5 separate regions of the Mus musculus genome follow, and regions 1, 3, 4 and 5 are each linked to region 2. A link is a contact called in public HiChIP or PLAC-seq, Micro-C, capture Hi-C and promoter capture Hi-C data. All regions are on one chromosome and are shown on one strand. Each heading gives the region's core, a stretch centred on a gene start, on an enhancer-like site or on the middle of the called end of the contact. The rest is flanking DNA. Distances are from core to core; before and after follow the strand shown.

What was found. Promoter capture Hi-C pulls out the DNA fragments that hold promoters and counts their contacts. Hi-C and Micro-C count contacts between places; a contact is called where the count stands out from the background. HiChIP or PLAC-seq counts read pairs in DNA pulled down with a chosen protein or histone mark. Capture Hi-C pulls out chosen DNA fragments and counts their contacts.
Region 1: a Micro-C map of embryonic stem cells shows a contact between it and region 2, with 7 times the contacts expected there. The contact joins the promoter of Atxn2 here to the promoter of Rpl6 in region 2. A contact is called at or near these places in 1 of 39 promoter capture datasets (pre-B cells), 3 of 484 Hi-C or Micro-C datasets (B cells, CD8 T cells and embryonic stem cells) and 2 of 115 datasets of contacts at active chromatin or transcription factors (embryonic stem cells and microglia).
Region 3: a contact with region 2 is called in a capture Hi-C map of macrophages, with 2.6 times the contacts expected there. The contact joins the promoter of Oas3 here to the promoter of Rpl6 in region 2. A contact is called at or near these places in 1 of 39 promoter capture datasets (hippocampal neurons), 5 of 115 datasets of contacts at active chromatin or transcription factors (bone marrow-derived macrophages, embryonic forebrain, embryonic stem cells and 2 more) and 1 of 9 other capture datasets (macrophages).
Region 4: an H3K4me3 HiChIP or PLAC-seq map of embryonic midbrain shows a contact between it and region 2, with 4 times the contacts expected there. The contact joins the enhancer-like site here to the promoter of Rpl6 in region 2. A contact is called at or near these places in 5 of 39 promoter capture datasets (the 3T3-L1 cell line, the HPC-7 cell line, HPC-7-derived erythroid cells and 2 more), 1 of 15 datasets of contacts at CTCF or cohesin (pro-B cells), 3 of 484 Hi-C or Micro-C datasets (the G1E-ER4 cell line, the N1E-115 cell line and cerebral cortex), 9 of 115 datasets of contacts at active chromatin or transcription factors (T-cell acute lymphoblastic leukemia, bone marrow-derived macrophages, embryonic basal ganglia and 6 more) and 1 of 9 other capture datasets (pancreatic islet).
Region 5: a contact with region 2 is called in a promoter capture Hi-C map of pre-B cells, with 2.3 times the contacts expected there. The contact joins the promoter of Brap here to the promoter of Rpl6 in region 2. A contact is called at or near these places in 4 of 39 promoter capture datasets (liver, pre-B cells and stem cell-derived epiblast-like cells), 2 of 484 Hi-C or Micro-C datasets (embryonic stem cells and pre-B cells) and 1 of 115 datasets of contacts at active chromatin or transcription factors (memory CD8 T cells).

Annotation. Positions count from the first base shown.
Region 1 is chr5:121,710,321-121,713,020 of GRCm38.p6, reverse strand. It overlaps Atxn2 (ataxin 2), which reads right to left and starts at 1,412. Exons shown (of 25, transcript NM_009125.2): 1 at 745-1,412. The coding sequence starts at 1,385.
Region 2 is chr5:121,203,225-121,205,924 of GRCm38.p6, reverse strand. Rpl6 (ribosomal protein L6) reads right to left here and starts at 1,424. Exons shown (of 7, transcript NM_011290.5): 1 at 1,373-1,424; 2 at 262-519; 3 at 70-171. The coding sequence starts at 519. It overlaps LOC115490270 (a small nucleolar RNA gene), which reads right to left and starts at 915; the gene lies at 782-915.
Region 3 is chr5:120,776,270-120,778,969 of GRCm38.p6, reverse strand. It overlaps Oas3 (2'-5' oligoadenylate synthetase 3), which reads left to right and starts at 1,311. Exons shown (of 16, transcript NM_145226.2): 1 at 1,311-1,519. The coding sequence starts at 1,346.
Region 4 is chr5:120,945,362-120,948,061 of GRCm38.p6, reverse strand. It overlaps Rph3a (rabphilin 3A), which reads left to right. Exons shown (of 22, transcript NM_011286.3): 17 at 88-214; 18 at 954-1,010; 19 at 1,556-1,710; 20 at 2,593-2,674. Among named protein-coding and RNA genes, the nearest start is that of Gm32185, 3.6 kb to the left of the region's middle. Within about 2 kb of position 1,256, at least 2 of the 459 cell types and tissues checked have an H3K27ac peak or open chromatin away from gene starts, as enhancers often do.
Region 5 is chr5:121,659,127-121,661,826 of GRCm38.p6, reverse strand. Brap (BRCA1 associated protein) reads right to left here and starts at 1,264. Exons shown (of 12, transcript NM_028227.3): 1 at 979-1,264. The coding sequence starts at 1,060. It overlaps Acad10 (acyl-Coenzyme A dehydrogenase family, member 10), which reads left to right and starts at 1,317. Exons shown (of 21, transcript NM_028037.4): 1 at 1,317-1,534.

The DNA.
Region 1 (2,700 bases), core at 163-2,662, 510 kb before region 2:
AGAGTCCGGCCCTCGCCCACCTCTATTCAAAGGCGCCTTCTGCTCCGCGGACGAGGAACAGCAATGCGGATCGGCCACCACCCGCGCGCAGGGGACCTTGCGGGGAAGGAGGGAGGCGGGCCTGGAGGGAGCCGGGCACTCCCACCCCTTCCCCAGTTGGGGGGGGGGAGGGGAAGAACGGCCCGCTGCGGGAACCCCGCCGCCCCAGATCTAAAGGGGGATGGGTGCGTTAGGCCGCTGGCACCCACCTCGCCTCCGTCGCCCACCTTCCCAGGGTCTGCGGGGCGGGGGATAGATATGCAGGACACCCGGCTTGACCCTACCTGGGGCGGCTGGGCCTCAATCTCCCCTCCTCCCTCCCGACTCCCCACCCGGCAAAGAGGCTCATTTCAGGAGAGGATCCCCCCACCCCCTGCGACCCGCACCCAGGCTCAGCCGCCCTTCTATCGGGGGGGGGGGCGCAGCAAGGGGGTGGGGCGGGATACCAATCGCCCCTGGCACACCCGGGAGGGGCAGGGGGCCGCCAGGGCCGTCCATCTTGGCCGTCTGGGGGGAGGGGACGCGATGGTGCGGGAGGCTGGACACGGCCCGAGAAGCCCGAAGGAATCTGCCGGCGCCTCCCGCCCCTCCGCGGGCCCCCCGGCACATCGCGAAGCCGGCCGGTCACGGGGCGCGAGGCGGGGGAGGGGACGAGCGGCGCGGGATCGGCCCGGCGCGGAGGGGGCTGGGGGAGCTGACACCCACCTGCCCAGGCCGGGACGCCCGCCGCCCGCGGCCGCCGAGGAAGACGCCACCGGCGCGGCCGGGGCCGGCACCACGGAAGCCGAGGTCACCGCGGCCGAGGCCGGCGCGGCGCCGGGCGACGAGAGCAGGCCGCCGCCGGGCTTGCGGCCAGTGGCGGGCGCGGGCGGCTGCGGCTGCGGCTTCAGCGACATGGTGAGCGGCCCATACACCGGCTCGCACGCCGGGCGGGGACAGCCGGGTGCCGGGCGCGCCGAGGAGGAGACGCCGGAGCGCGGCGGGGACGCGCGGACGCCGGGCGGGCAGGCGCGGGCCGGCGTGGCCGCGGGGGCCAGAGGCAGCAGGACAACGACGAAGGGGCGGGGAGGCCCGCAGACACCGAGCAGCCGCCGGGAGCCGGGCCGGGACGCGCCGTGGCCGTTGCTACCAAAACAGTCTGAGGCGCAGGGTGGCGAGCGCGGCCCGCGGGGAGGGGCGCCGGGGCCGCGCGGGGGAGGGCCGGCGGAGGGATACGCCACCGCGCCGCCCCGCCCGCCGCGCCGCGCCGTCCGCGGGAGCGAGCGCCGCGCGGCCCAGCCCGCCGGGCGGCGCGGCTCGGGGTCCCCCGCCGCGGGCCGCTGAGCGGCGGCGGTGGACGAACGCATGGGACCCGGGCTGGCGGACGCGGACGGGGTTGACGCGGGCCTGGAGGGCGCGGAGATGCGAAACAGACCCGGGGCGGGGGAGGTGTCGGGGGTGGGGGGGGGGACTCTTTACCGGAAGTCGGAAGGGTCAGGCGGAAGTCGAACGTGAGACGGCCCGGGGGGCCGATCAGGGACACGTGAGGAGCGGGGCGCAGCGCTGGGCCGCGTTCGCTCTCCCCGGGGTCGAACTAGGGCCGTGGAGGGGGCCAGGAGGGATCCGCCCTCGCCAAGGCGGGTCTGAACTTCGGGATCTGCTTCGGGGACGGGCGCCGTGAGCTGCTCGGGTGTCCTCGACCCCCTTGGAGGACCTTGATTTCACCCCACCCCCACCCCACCAAATCACAACTTAGAGGATGGCCTGCGGGCACCTTCGGGGCGGGGACCTGCAATCGGGGCCTGGCACACAGTAGGCCCCCAGGTGCCACTGCGTGCCGACTTGCCCTGCCAGCGTGGGGAAGCTTGCCGCCTCAGAAGCCACCGCCAGCTGCTTCACTTTGCCCCACTTTATTCACCCCGGCGAACTGTTGGGTCTCTGACCTTCATTTGAACCCTCTTTTTTTTTTTCCCCCTAGCTCGCTCGGACTTCTTAGTTCCTCCTTCAGGGGACCCGAAGGGAAATGGACCTGATTGGTAGTAGAACTGGGTGATGGGGTCTCCCTCGGTGAAGACTAAACAGACTTTCCCAAGAATGTCAACTTTAGACCTTGACCCCTTTTAAAAACTTTTACTTTAACTCGGGAAGGCCACCAAACACTGGTCCGTTTTTTTTTTTAAGGTGTTGTAATTAAATTGGAAACAAATGGTTAACTTTTTTCAAATGAGTTTAAATTGGTTTTTTTTTTTTTCTTTCTTTTCTAAGTGAAATTGCTTAAGAAGGTGATGGGCCGAGGGAAAAAAAAAAACCCTCAACCTATTAAAGTCATTCCAGTGAATTAAAGGCAGGCATGGTGTTCTTGCCTGTAGTACGAGCACTTGGGAAATGGAAGGAGGATTAGACAGTCAAGGTCATCTTCACCTTCATGAGGGAATTCTAGGCCAGGCTAAGCTACAAGAGACCCAGTCTCAAGAAGGGGCAATTCAATGAAGAGTTACCCCTGGTTATGGCACATGCCTTTAATCCCAGCTCTGGACAGGCAACTGGATCTCTTGAGTTCCAGACTTGTTGGTCTACATGGATTTTTTTTTTTTTAAGTAGCTAGCAGATAGCTCAGAAGGTAAAGGCCCAGGCTGCCTAAGCTCACCACCTAACTCTCAACCCTGGAGCTGGCATGTGGAA
Region 2 (2,700 bases), core at 175-2,674:
ACTGACATAGCCTCTTTCAGACAAGCCTCAACCCTAACCCCAAGGAAAGCAACCCAAACTAGATCTCACCATTTTTCGAAGCTTCACCACCCGGGTGCCACCGTTCTTGTCCCCACCAACTGTTTTGGTGACAGTAGCAAGGACCTTCTCTTTTTTCTTCTTCTTCTCAACCTACAAAGACAAACCCATCAATCCAGGATCCTGCCAGACCTCAAACGCAGGAATAAGGCATCATAGTGGGCCATCCGTTCCCTCTCCTACCTTGGTCTTGGCAGCCGAGTATTTCCTTTTGTACAAGGCCTTCCTGGAGTACATAGCAGATCGGGAGTACCTGCCAATTCCTCTCACCAGGACAGGGTTTCGGCTGCAATGGGGCTTCGCCTTCTTGGGCTTTTTACCCTTAGGGTGAACCTTTTTGGCTACTTTGGCGGCCCGGGGCCGGGAGGCAGCAGCATCACTGCCAGCCTTCTTGGCCGCAGGTTTCTTCTCCTTTGTATCAGGCGCTTTTTCACCCGCCATCTAGGGATATAAACAATAAAGGCATTTCATCAACCATTTGTCAACAAGCTAGTATGAAAACCATCCTCTGATGCTTGCAATGCCTCTTCCTTCCAAACACAGGGTTAAGTATCTAGCACTATTAGTTTTTTTGTTTTTTTTTTTTTGCTAAAAAACTTTTTTGTGGTTCCTTATCTTATTCTTCCATTTTTGTGAATCAGAAAACCAAAGACAATCTTTGCTAGTGTCTACACAGGCAAGGAAGCCCAGAATCTCGAGGCTCTTCTGTGCGACCCACTTCAGTGCCAGCAGCCTACAGGCAGAGGCCAGGCAATGGTTCGGGGCCACGGGTTGCTCTAGCACGGGACACTATGACAGACCCAGGGGAACGGGCCTGCCATAAATCCAAACCCATGCACCAGCACGGAACACCCGAGACCTCCCCCTCTGGTGTCGCCCTAGGTCCCGAAGCCACCACGATGGCCCCAGCTCCGCAAAGTAGCCGACAGCGGTGCTCTCCGGTCGTCTTCCGGGGACGCGGTTCCCCACCTTCAGTCGCGAAGCCCAACGTGGCCAAGACAGGCTCAACAGAAGGTTCTGGAACCCCCACTGCAGGGTCGCAAGTCGCAACACAGGCCCTCCAACCCTCCCCAGGTTACGGCAGCCGGCAGGGCCCAGCGACCATCTCGGGCGCTACGCTCGTTCTTAGCCCCCCGCCAACCCACGCTGACAGAAATGAAGCTCCCGAGAGATCTGGCGAATGATCCCGACCATAGGCGGCCCTGGGTAGTGATCCCCGGATGTCCCCCAATTTCGGATGGACGAGGATTGGGGTCCCGAAAGCCGCTGCCACACAGACGCCCGCCATTCCTACCTTGCAAGACGGGAAAGAGAACTAAGGCAGCGGCTTCCGGTCTATAAGCAATGACGGGAGGTGACCAAGATCACTTCCTTCCTGTATGGGGCATCATGGGAAATGTAGTTTTTCTTTACTCCGTGGCAATGCACCTAGGGAACGTCCCCCCAGGCCCCACCCCCACCCTAATAGGTAAGGGCAGCTGAGATGGCTGAGCAAGTAAAAGCGCTTTCTCCTAAAATGATGAACAGACTTTGAGCCTTGCGACTCATGTGGTGGAAGAAAGGACTTTACAGAGTTTTCTTCTTCTCCTCCTCCTCCTTCTTCTTCTTTTTTTTTTTTTTTTGGTTTTTCGAGACAGGGTTTCTCTGTGTAGCCCTGCCTGTCCTGGAACTCATGCTGTAGACCAGGCTGGCCTCGAACTCAGAAATCCACCTGCCTTTGCCGCCCAAGTGTTGGGATTAAAGGCGTGTTGCACCACGCCTGGCCAGAGTTATCTTCTAAAAACTAAAGGTTAGGGTTGGAGTGATGGCCCAGTGGTTAAGAGAACTGGCTGCTCTTCCAGAGTTTTTTGAGTTCAATTTCCAGCAACCACATGATGGCTCATAACCATCTGTAATGGGATCCCATACCCTCTTCTGGTGTGTCTGAAGACAGCTACAGTGTAGTGTACTCATATACATAAGATAAATAAATCTTGCCAGGGCTATGCAGAGAAACCCTGTTTTGAAAACCAAATACATAAATAATAAATAAATAAATAAATCTTTAAAAAAAAAAAGTCTGACAGTGGTGGCACACCCCTTCAATCCCAGCACTAGGAAGGCAGAGGCTGGTAGATCTCTGTGAGTTTGAGGCCAGCCTGAACTACAAAGCTAGTTCTAGGAGAGCCAAGGCTATGCAAGCAAACCCTGCCCCCAAAACAAAATAAACAAATTAAATAGGAAAAAATAAATAAGATTTAAAATAAAACTTTTTTGTTCATTACATTTTTAAATAAGCTACTATCCTTTGAAAAATGACACTGTATACCTGACAGTGCCTTACTTTTTATTACATTTTATTTTATGTGTATGCTTATGTGAGCATGTGGGAGTGGGGAGTGGATGCATGCCCCAGCATACAGATGGAAGTCAGTGGACAACTTGGGGACGCCGGCTCTCTCTACCACATGAGGCCTAGAGATCAGTCATCTTAAGAGGACTTAGGTCATCACAGGCCCCGCATATAACAATTATCCTCTACCTCATAGTGCTTAGAACGACGTATACACATGATTTCTATTGTCTTCTACTTGTCTGTTGCCTGTTGCTAGTGGTAGGAGCTTTTCTCTTGACTTTCTTTTT
Region 3 (2,700 bases), core at 62-2,561, 430 kb after region 2:
CATGGCCTCTTCCAGTGAACAGAGCCAAGCTGTGTGATGACTGAGGCAGGTGATGGGTTTAGATGGCCACATCATTACACTGTCATCTAAAAAGATATTCTGTCCTGGAGTGTTCAAATCGTGCCCCCCAGACTATAGCCTATTCATATCAGTTCTCTCTCTCTCTCTCTCTCTCTCTCTCTCACACACACACACACACACACACACACACACACTGTCAGCTGTGATTAGCACTTGAAGACACTAGGTTCTCAACACACACAAACCGGACTCTCTGTTCCACACTTGTGCAGTTTTGGCTGGCAGACACACACGCACACACACATACACAGAGATGCAGACACGCATGTACACGCACACATGTGCACATGTACAGACGTATGAATACATACACAGACAGACACTCACATGCACACATACACATGTGTGAACACATATGCACATGCACGCGCACACAAGTACAGACACACATGTTCCGACACACATGCCCTACACACACACACAGACACATGCACACACACAAACACGCAGGCGTGCAGCAGAACCATCACTTGGCCTCCAATCTGAACTTGCCCTTGCTTCTGTCTTCAGCATCTCCTCCCACAAACAGGGCGCTAAGCACAGAAGCCCTCATTTCTTACCTTAGTCCTTTGTGCAGCCCCAGCCAAGGGCCTCACACTCATCAATCTGATGTCTCCTCTTGGAGCATCGTTGTGCCTCAGCAGAGCAAGGAGCAAAAAGTCAGGATGCCTGGGACTGGAAGACCTGGGTTCAGATTCTAACTCTGACAGTCATGCTGTGTGATGCTAGATGACTTACTCAACCTCTCTGTCCATCTGCCACCCTGCATACTTATGTTAAGACCACTACCAGGCATTTAATGGAGGCTCATTAATATAACCCCATTTTTACAGATGGAAAAAACTGAGGCCCAGAGAGGTTAACACAGGGCAGCACAGCAAAACAATAGATGAGAACTTGGGTGGGGAGGACTGTGGGGGGCTCTGCTTCCTCAGGCCTGGCTCTGAGGTGCTCTGTGGCAGCCTATCTTGGGTCCCCAAATAGGAGGTCAGGAAGCCTCAGGGGACCTAGGGGACCTGTGAGCCTGGTCCCCAATGTTCCCAGGCTGCCCAGAGGGTCAGAAGTCACACCAGGAGACAGCAGAACCATAAACAGATAATCTCAACAAACACCCTGAGCCTGAGTCAGGGAAGAGAGGAACTCAGCAGGGAGGAGAAAACGAAAGTGAAGGGAGGTGACTCAGGGAACACACCCACTGTCACCTCAGGAACACCCCCAAGAAGCCCTGGAGAGAAACGAAACTCTACTGAGAGTACCGGTCAACATGGACCTGTTCCACACGCCAGCCGGAGCTCTGGATAAGCTGGTGGCCCACAACCTGCACCCAGCCCCTGAGTTCACAGCAGCCGTACGGGGTGCTCTGGGGTCGCTAAACATCACCCTACAGCAGCACAGAGCCCGAGGGTCACAGAGACCAAGAGTGATAAGGATTGCCAAGGTGAGAGGGTGGGGCACCCCAGGGCAAACACCTTCAGGGTCTTCTTGAGGGATGGCTCAGGTGTTGCTATAACCAGCCAGTCTGTGGGGAAACTGAGGCATCAAAACCCAAGTTACACTTCCAGGGTAAAGGCCCAGCCAGGGCCACACTGGGTCACCTGATGGCTTCCTATGCTCTCCTAAAGGCTGTCTCATTCACTCATTCACTCAATCACTCAGACTCTAACTTCACACTGCCTGAGCCTCGCTGATCTGAGGCAGGGGGATCACGCACTCACACCCATTGGGACCCAGTCTTTGAGAAAAAGAACATGACCCGGCTAAAGCACACAGACTCCCTCACCAACATGGCACCTGAGGTAGGGATTACTGCCAGCTTTAGGAGTGGGGAAACTGAGGCTGAGTGGAGCTGAGCTGCTACTCTAAGCCACACTGTGTCACCTGGGCATCCTGCCAGGCCGCCCAAGAACCTTTGGCTTCTCAGAGAACTAGGGGGAGATAAACTCTGAGCCGCCTTAAGCCTGGTAAACCTGCTGATGCAGGGGCATCATAGGGACCTAGGAGGGGCACAGTGAGACTAGAGATTGTCCTGGGCAGGTCTCGGGTCACCTGACAGTTCCTGAGGCTGCATCTGAGCTGGAGATGTGGAAGGAGGCTTGGGTCTGGGAGACAGAGCCTGCTTCTGCATCTCAGGTGTGGCTGAATTCCTTCTAGGGAATGGGGGATGTGTATCCCTCCTCCTAAAGCCCCAGGGGTTAACAGGAAACAATCCGCCACAGGTCACTCTGGGAAACAATGAATCTATTGGTCTTCCTTACTGAGCCTAGGGAAGTGGGCCCCACTGGAAAGTCTTCACCAGCAGAGACCAGGCCTTCTGTAAGCTGCACAGGCTCTCCCCTCCTCCCAGTCTCCCAAGCGATATACCTCAGGCCAGGAACAGTTTAGGGCACAGTTGCATTAGAGAGTGGAGAGGTCCTCGGGTGAGGGTTGATGAGCAGTGAGTAATATATGAGCAGTGAGTAATATAAACATCACCAGGCCATTATTTCAGACCTAACTTGGCCCTTGTGTACTGGGGGTTACAGGTGTGGTCCACCAGAGGCTACAAAGTCTCCTTTCAACCGCCCAAAGAGGATCGGGTAGGGGTGGGGGTGGAAGGAACAGGGTTCATGGAGCAAGACC
Region 4 (2,700 bases), core at 7-2,506, 260 kb after region 2:
TCACCCAGGTGCATAGCTGGGCTCAGTGTCTGTTGCTCTCTCTCTCTCTCTCTCTCTCTCTCTCTCTCTCTCTCTGGCCTGTGGCAGGATCTCCGTGTGTGACGAGGACAAGTTTGGCCACAACGAGTTCATTGGTGAGACCAGGTTCTCGCTCAAGAAGCTGAAGGCTAACCAGAGGAAAAACTTCAACATCTGCCTGGAGCGGGTGATCCCGGTAAGCCAGGGTGTCACCATCTTCCTGCAGTGCTATGAGGGCACCAGGCCTGCCCTGGGCACGAGATGTCTCCTTGGGTCCCTGTCTGGTGGCAGCTGGCTTTTTACTCACTGAGTCCAGCTGGTCAGGACAGTGACTAAGTTCATGTCTTCAACATCATTACCATCATGTGGGTAGGCCTGTCTTGATCAAGTGGGCATAGCTGTCCCAAGACGCCGAGGAGGCCAGGTAGTCAGGTGTCTGGGGAGCTCCTCCTTCAACCTCATTGCTGTGTGCTCAAGATAAAGGGGCCCTGTCAGGGCTGCCCCCTGCTTCATCTCTAAATGTTGAAGGTTGAGTTTAACCCATGGTTTGCAATGATGCTTTCATCTGGGGTTCATCAGAAGGGCCCCAGAGCCACAGAGAAGAAACACCTGACAGGCTAGACTCTAAGAACCATGAGCCACTCATCCTGAATAAATGGATATACTTATGGTTTATGTGTGGCTTCTCTGACACTTGGACAGTCCGCTGGTCCTCCCTGACCCTTGGTGTCTTCTTCTGTACACTGGGGAAGGCAGTAGAACCCACACCAGTGGCTGCTGCTCCCGTGTTGACAGTTAAGGCTGCTTAAGCATTGGGGAGAGGCAAGCGTGGAGTTGCCTGTCTTGGAGAGCCCGCCTTCACAGCTCCTGGCCCTCCTTGGGCAGCAGGGGGATGAGAATCCAAGGTTACTTTCCCATCCTGTCTCCTCCCACAGATGAAGAGAGCAGGGACCACCGGGTCGGCCCGTGGCATGGCTCTCTATGAGGAGGAGGTAAGCTGGCTGTGGGTGGGAAGCAGGCCTGCTGAGACTACCAGAGGCCACTTTTCTCCCCTCTTCCTCCTGAGTCTTCCTCTCTCTTTATCCTGGTCAGTAACCTGCTGGCTCATGGGGGGAGGGGTGCCCTTCATCCCCAGGGTTAGACCATGGGAAGAGGGGCCTGTCTCTATGGTTACACACCCATGTTCCTGAGCCTGCTTCACATGGCTTCTGTCACTGGCTGTACAGAAGAGAGTAATGGCATGCGCATCTCTTTATGGGGGTCTGAGGCCAGTCAGGGACCAGGATGGAACCCAGGACAGAGAATGCCCCAAGTCAGGGATCTGCCCCTGCCTGACACAAGCTGAGCTTGGGGTCGGCATACCTGAACCTAACCCAGGAAGGACATTGTACCAGGCCAGCTAGGTAGAGGCACCTGCCGTCCACGGTGCAGACTCCATTGCTGGCCCTAGCACTCCTGCCCTTCACAGCCATCTCCCATAGTAACCATCCAGATCCCCTGGCTCTCTGAGCCCCACACTGCCTTTTGCCACATGCAGCAGGTAGAGCGGATCGGCGATATAGAGGAACGGGGCAAGATCCTGGTGTCCCTCATGTACAGCACGCAGCAGGGCGGCCTCATTGTGGGAATCATCCGCTGTGTGCACCTGGCCGCCATGGATGCCAACGGCTACTCAGACCCCTTTGTCAAGCTGTGAGTGTGTGTCCCGGGAGGCGAAGGGGGCAATGAGGACCAGAAACTCCCCCTAGATCATTAACCATTGAGACTTAGAGAAGGAAGGCATCCAGCTAAGATCACACAGCTAAACTATGCCCAGAAGAGACTAAAGGTGAGGCTGGAGTATCAGAAAGCCAGCCGATGTGATGCCCGCTACTTGGGAACCTCTGTAACTGTCCCTTCCTAGAGTGATTGGCATGGTGATTCCACTTACAGCTCAGGAGTCAGCCACAGGCGCCCCCAGTAGCTCAGATCTCCGCTATCAAAGAAGCAATTGGACTTCATCCAAATTCATTATAGAAACACTCAAAAGACCCCAAACCCGGGGTTATTCCAGCCAACTCATCAAAGCTGCTCTGCTGGTGACAAGCAGTCAGGTGTGACCACCCCAAGAGGGTTTCAAGCCCTTTTCGCTCACTCGCCTGGAAAATATAACATCAGTGGACTCAGTTGGTGGAATGTTCCTCTGCCGTTCTGATCATTAGTGTGTGCCAAACCCTCTTCCACGGAGTACTTGTTTCCACCCAGAAGATACTGGCTGGGCACCTACTGTATGCAGCATTCTGAGAAAGAGCTTCCTGGTTAGAGGAAACAGTGGCAAAGGCCCTGGGGTAGAGAGGAGGATGAGGAAGAGGTCCTGAAGGGCATGATGGGAGAGAGAGCTGGGATGGAGCTGGGACCCAACCACATGGACACCGGGGCCATGGGAGGGTTCTAAACTCTCCCCTGAGGTCACAGGAAGCCGATGGATAGCTTTGAGCAGCAGAAAGACATAATAAGCTCAGAGAAGGGCCCCCCCACCATCCAAGGTGGAACCAGTGTTGGGTCACTTTCTGATTTACTGGTGTCTCCTCCCAGCTGGCTGAAACCGGACATGGGGAAGAAAGCCAAGCACAAGACTCAGATTAAAAAGAAGACCCTGAATCCCGAGTTTAACGAGGTAAGGCTACTCTGTCATACCCGTGG
Region 5 (2,700 bases), core at 15-2,514, 460 kb before region 2:
CCCGGAGATGTGACCGAAATTCCTTAACATCAGTTCTGAGGCAGGCACCAGGCCTGTCCAGTACGGCACTCAACCCACACAACCAAGCACACAGTAGGAGTTCTCAGCACCCGATCCACACATCTAAGCACACAGTAGGTACTCTCCCCCTAGGCTTTACTGCATAAATGTCTCCAGGACTGGGCCAGGATGAAGTTACCTGTTTGTGCCTAGTGCCAACTTAACTGACTTTCAGATCTAGGGGTCACTTTGAGCTCTGGAATTTCGCTTGTAACCTTGAAATAAATCAAGTCACTGGAGTCTCAAAGACCAAGAAAGACCACAACACACTCTTCTACTGCAGCTCCAAAGAATGGACCCACAGAGTGTCCAGGATGCCATCCTTCCGAGAACGAGCGCCAGCCCAGCTCTCCAAACTAAGTGTCCGTTTCTCTTTTCCATCAACTTGGGACATTTAGTCCGTATGGCACATATCAGACCAAGTCTGATTCAGGGCATGACAAAACTCTTGACAGATACCAAGCAATCGCCCTCCCACACACACCTTTTTCTCGTCGGTCTTTTGAGACAGGTTTCCGCCCCCCCCCCCCAACCCTGCCTGGCTTCTGGTTGCCTGTCCTCCTGCCTTCACTTCAGGATCCTCAATGCTATCAGGTAAGGTTGTGACGATCACGGGAAGAGCCGAAGCTGCATGACCCACTAAGGAAGTCTGTGGCCGGTGGTGAAGACGTCAGCCTCTCGGTCCCCGGCTGGGCTAAAACTCGCGTTTCCAGCCACTCACACCTAACTTTGGGCAAATCCTTTCCCCACCGGTCTGTCTGACTGCCAGCTTGGGAAAGGCGCACAGCATCGCCCCCGCGCCCTGGGCCGCGCTTTCTCGCAGCGAGGGCGACGTCGAGCAGAGGCGCCCGGCAAGTCCGGGGGCCGGTGGAGCGAGGGCTGCCGACCCTCCGGCCCGGCGCGAGGCCGCCGACTCACCGGCGGCGCTGAAGCCGAAGTCGGTGGGGACCGGCGAGTGACCCGCGAGCTCCAGTCGGATGACCACCAGTGACACACTCATAGGACAGGCGCTGCTCGGCGTGGGCCCCGGTGGGCTGACGGAAGGCTGCGGCCCGAGCCCAGAGGCCGAGCGGCCCGCGGTCGGCAGCGCCGCCACCGCCTCAGAAGCCGCGGCCGCCGCCTCAGCAGCGGCAGCCCCCGTCGCGCGCAGCCTGCCGAGCCACAACAACCTCCGCTTCCGCCTGTCGGCCGCCGTCTCTGACCCGCCGGGTCGCGCACGCGCACGCGGAAAGGGGCGAGGCCCCGGGCGCGCATGCGCTTTCGACAGCTGCTTCTGCCCCCTTGGCTGACCGTCTGGACAGGGTCCGAGGAGCGTGCGCAGAGCACGCAAAGACGCCTGGCTCCTATTTTGCGTTTGACCCCTCTCTACGTTTGTCCTCCTTAGTTTTCCCGCAGGGCTCACCGAGAGTCTATGGGTCCGCAGAGACTCTGAGGCTTCCTGGGTCTTCGACCTCAGGGTTGTAACTTTCTGCAGGTATGGCGAGGGGCTGGCTAGGAGCGCAATGACTTCACAGATAATCCACTGAGAGCCGGGCACTGCGGGGCTGCGTGGGATGATTATTTTTGCGGACACAGAAAACAGCCCCAGACAGGACAAGCTTCAGCACTCGTGCGATCCTGAGCTAGTTATTGCATAACCACTCGGTTGTGTGATACAAAACGCTGTGTAAGAGACAGGGATACGCTGGGAAGCCTATAGGTCATGGTTAAATTTGGTTTTGTGGTTTGGATGTGTTTGGTTTTGTTTTATTTTTTGTTTGTTTTTGTTGTTTTCTTCTCCAAGTCAGAGTTGCTCCAAGTACGCCTAGCTGTCCTAGAACTCACTCTGTAGACCAGGCTGTCCTCGAACTCAGAGATCTGCCTGCCTAAGCCTCTGGAGTTGTGGGATACAGCCCTGCCCTACCACCGTCTGGCCATTGTTTAGTTGTTTTGAGGTTTTGAGTTGTTCTGAGACAAGGTCTTGAGTAGCCCAAGATACTGAGAACCCTATATATTGGAGAAAAGATAATCTATGTTCTCTACGTATTGGAATCAGATGTCCTTGAACTTCTGACCCTCCTGCCTTTTCCACCTCATCAGTGCCAGGGTTACTTCCAGGCTTCTGCTGAAGGCTTTGTGCTTCACAAGATGGCAGGATAGAACTAACTCAAGATTGTCCTCTGTGCAGGTGCTATAGTGAGCACACACACTGAGGAATGCACTTAAGGGTTAGAATGCTTTAGGTATAGGCTCTGGGTTCAGTGTCTAAAATACACACACACATACACACGATATAATCGAAACAATGTTCAGGACACACACACACATAAGAGAAAGAAAGAAGGAAAGAAAGAAAGGAAGGAGAAAAGAAAGAAAGAAAGGGAGAAAGAAAGGAAGAAAGGCCAGGTAAGATTAGTGCATATATGGAGAAAAAATATGACATGTCAGGAAGGACAATATTGTGTACATGCTATAGTGTAAGAGGTCTGGGAGAGGCCATGGATACAAATGGTACCTGTAACAGGAACATACAATATATAGAGGTGTTTATACTATTTTCTATGTAATATGTCTTAAAGCCTTTTAATGCCAAGATTTCCCAACTTCTGCTCAACTTTCACTTTCTATAACCCTTTTGGGGTGCGTGTATGTGTGTCTGTG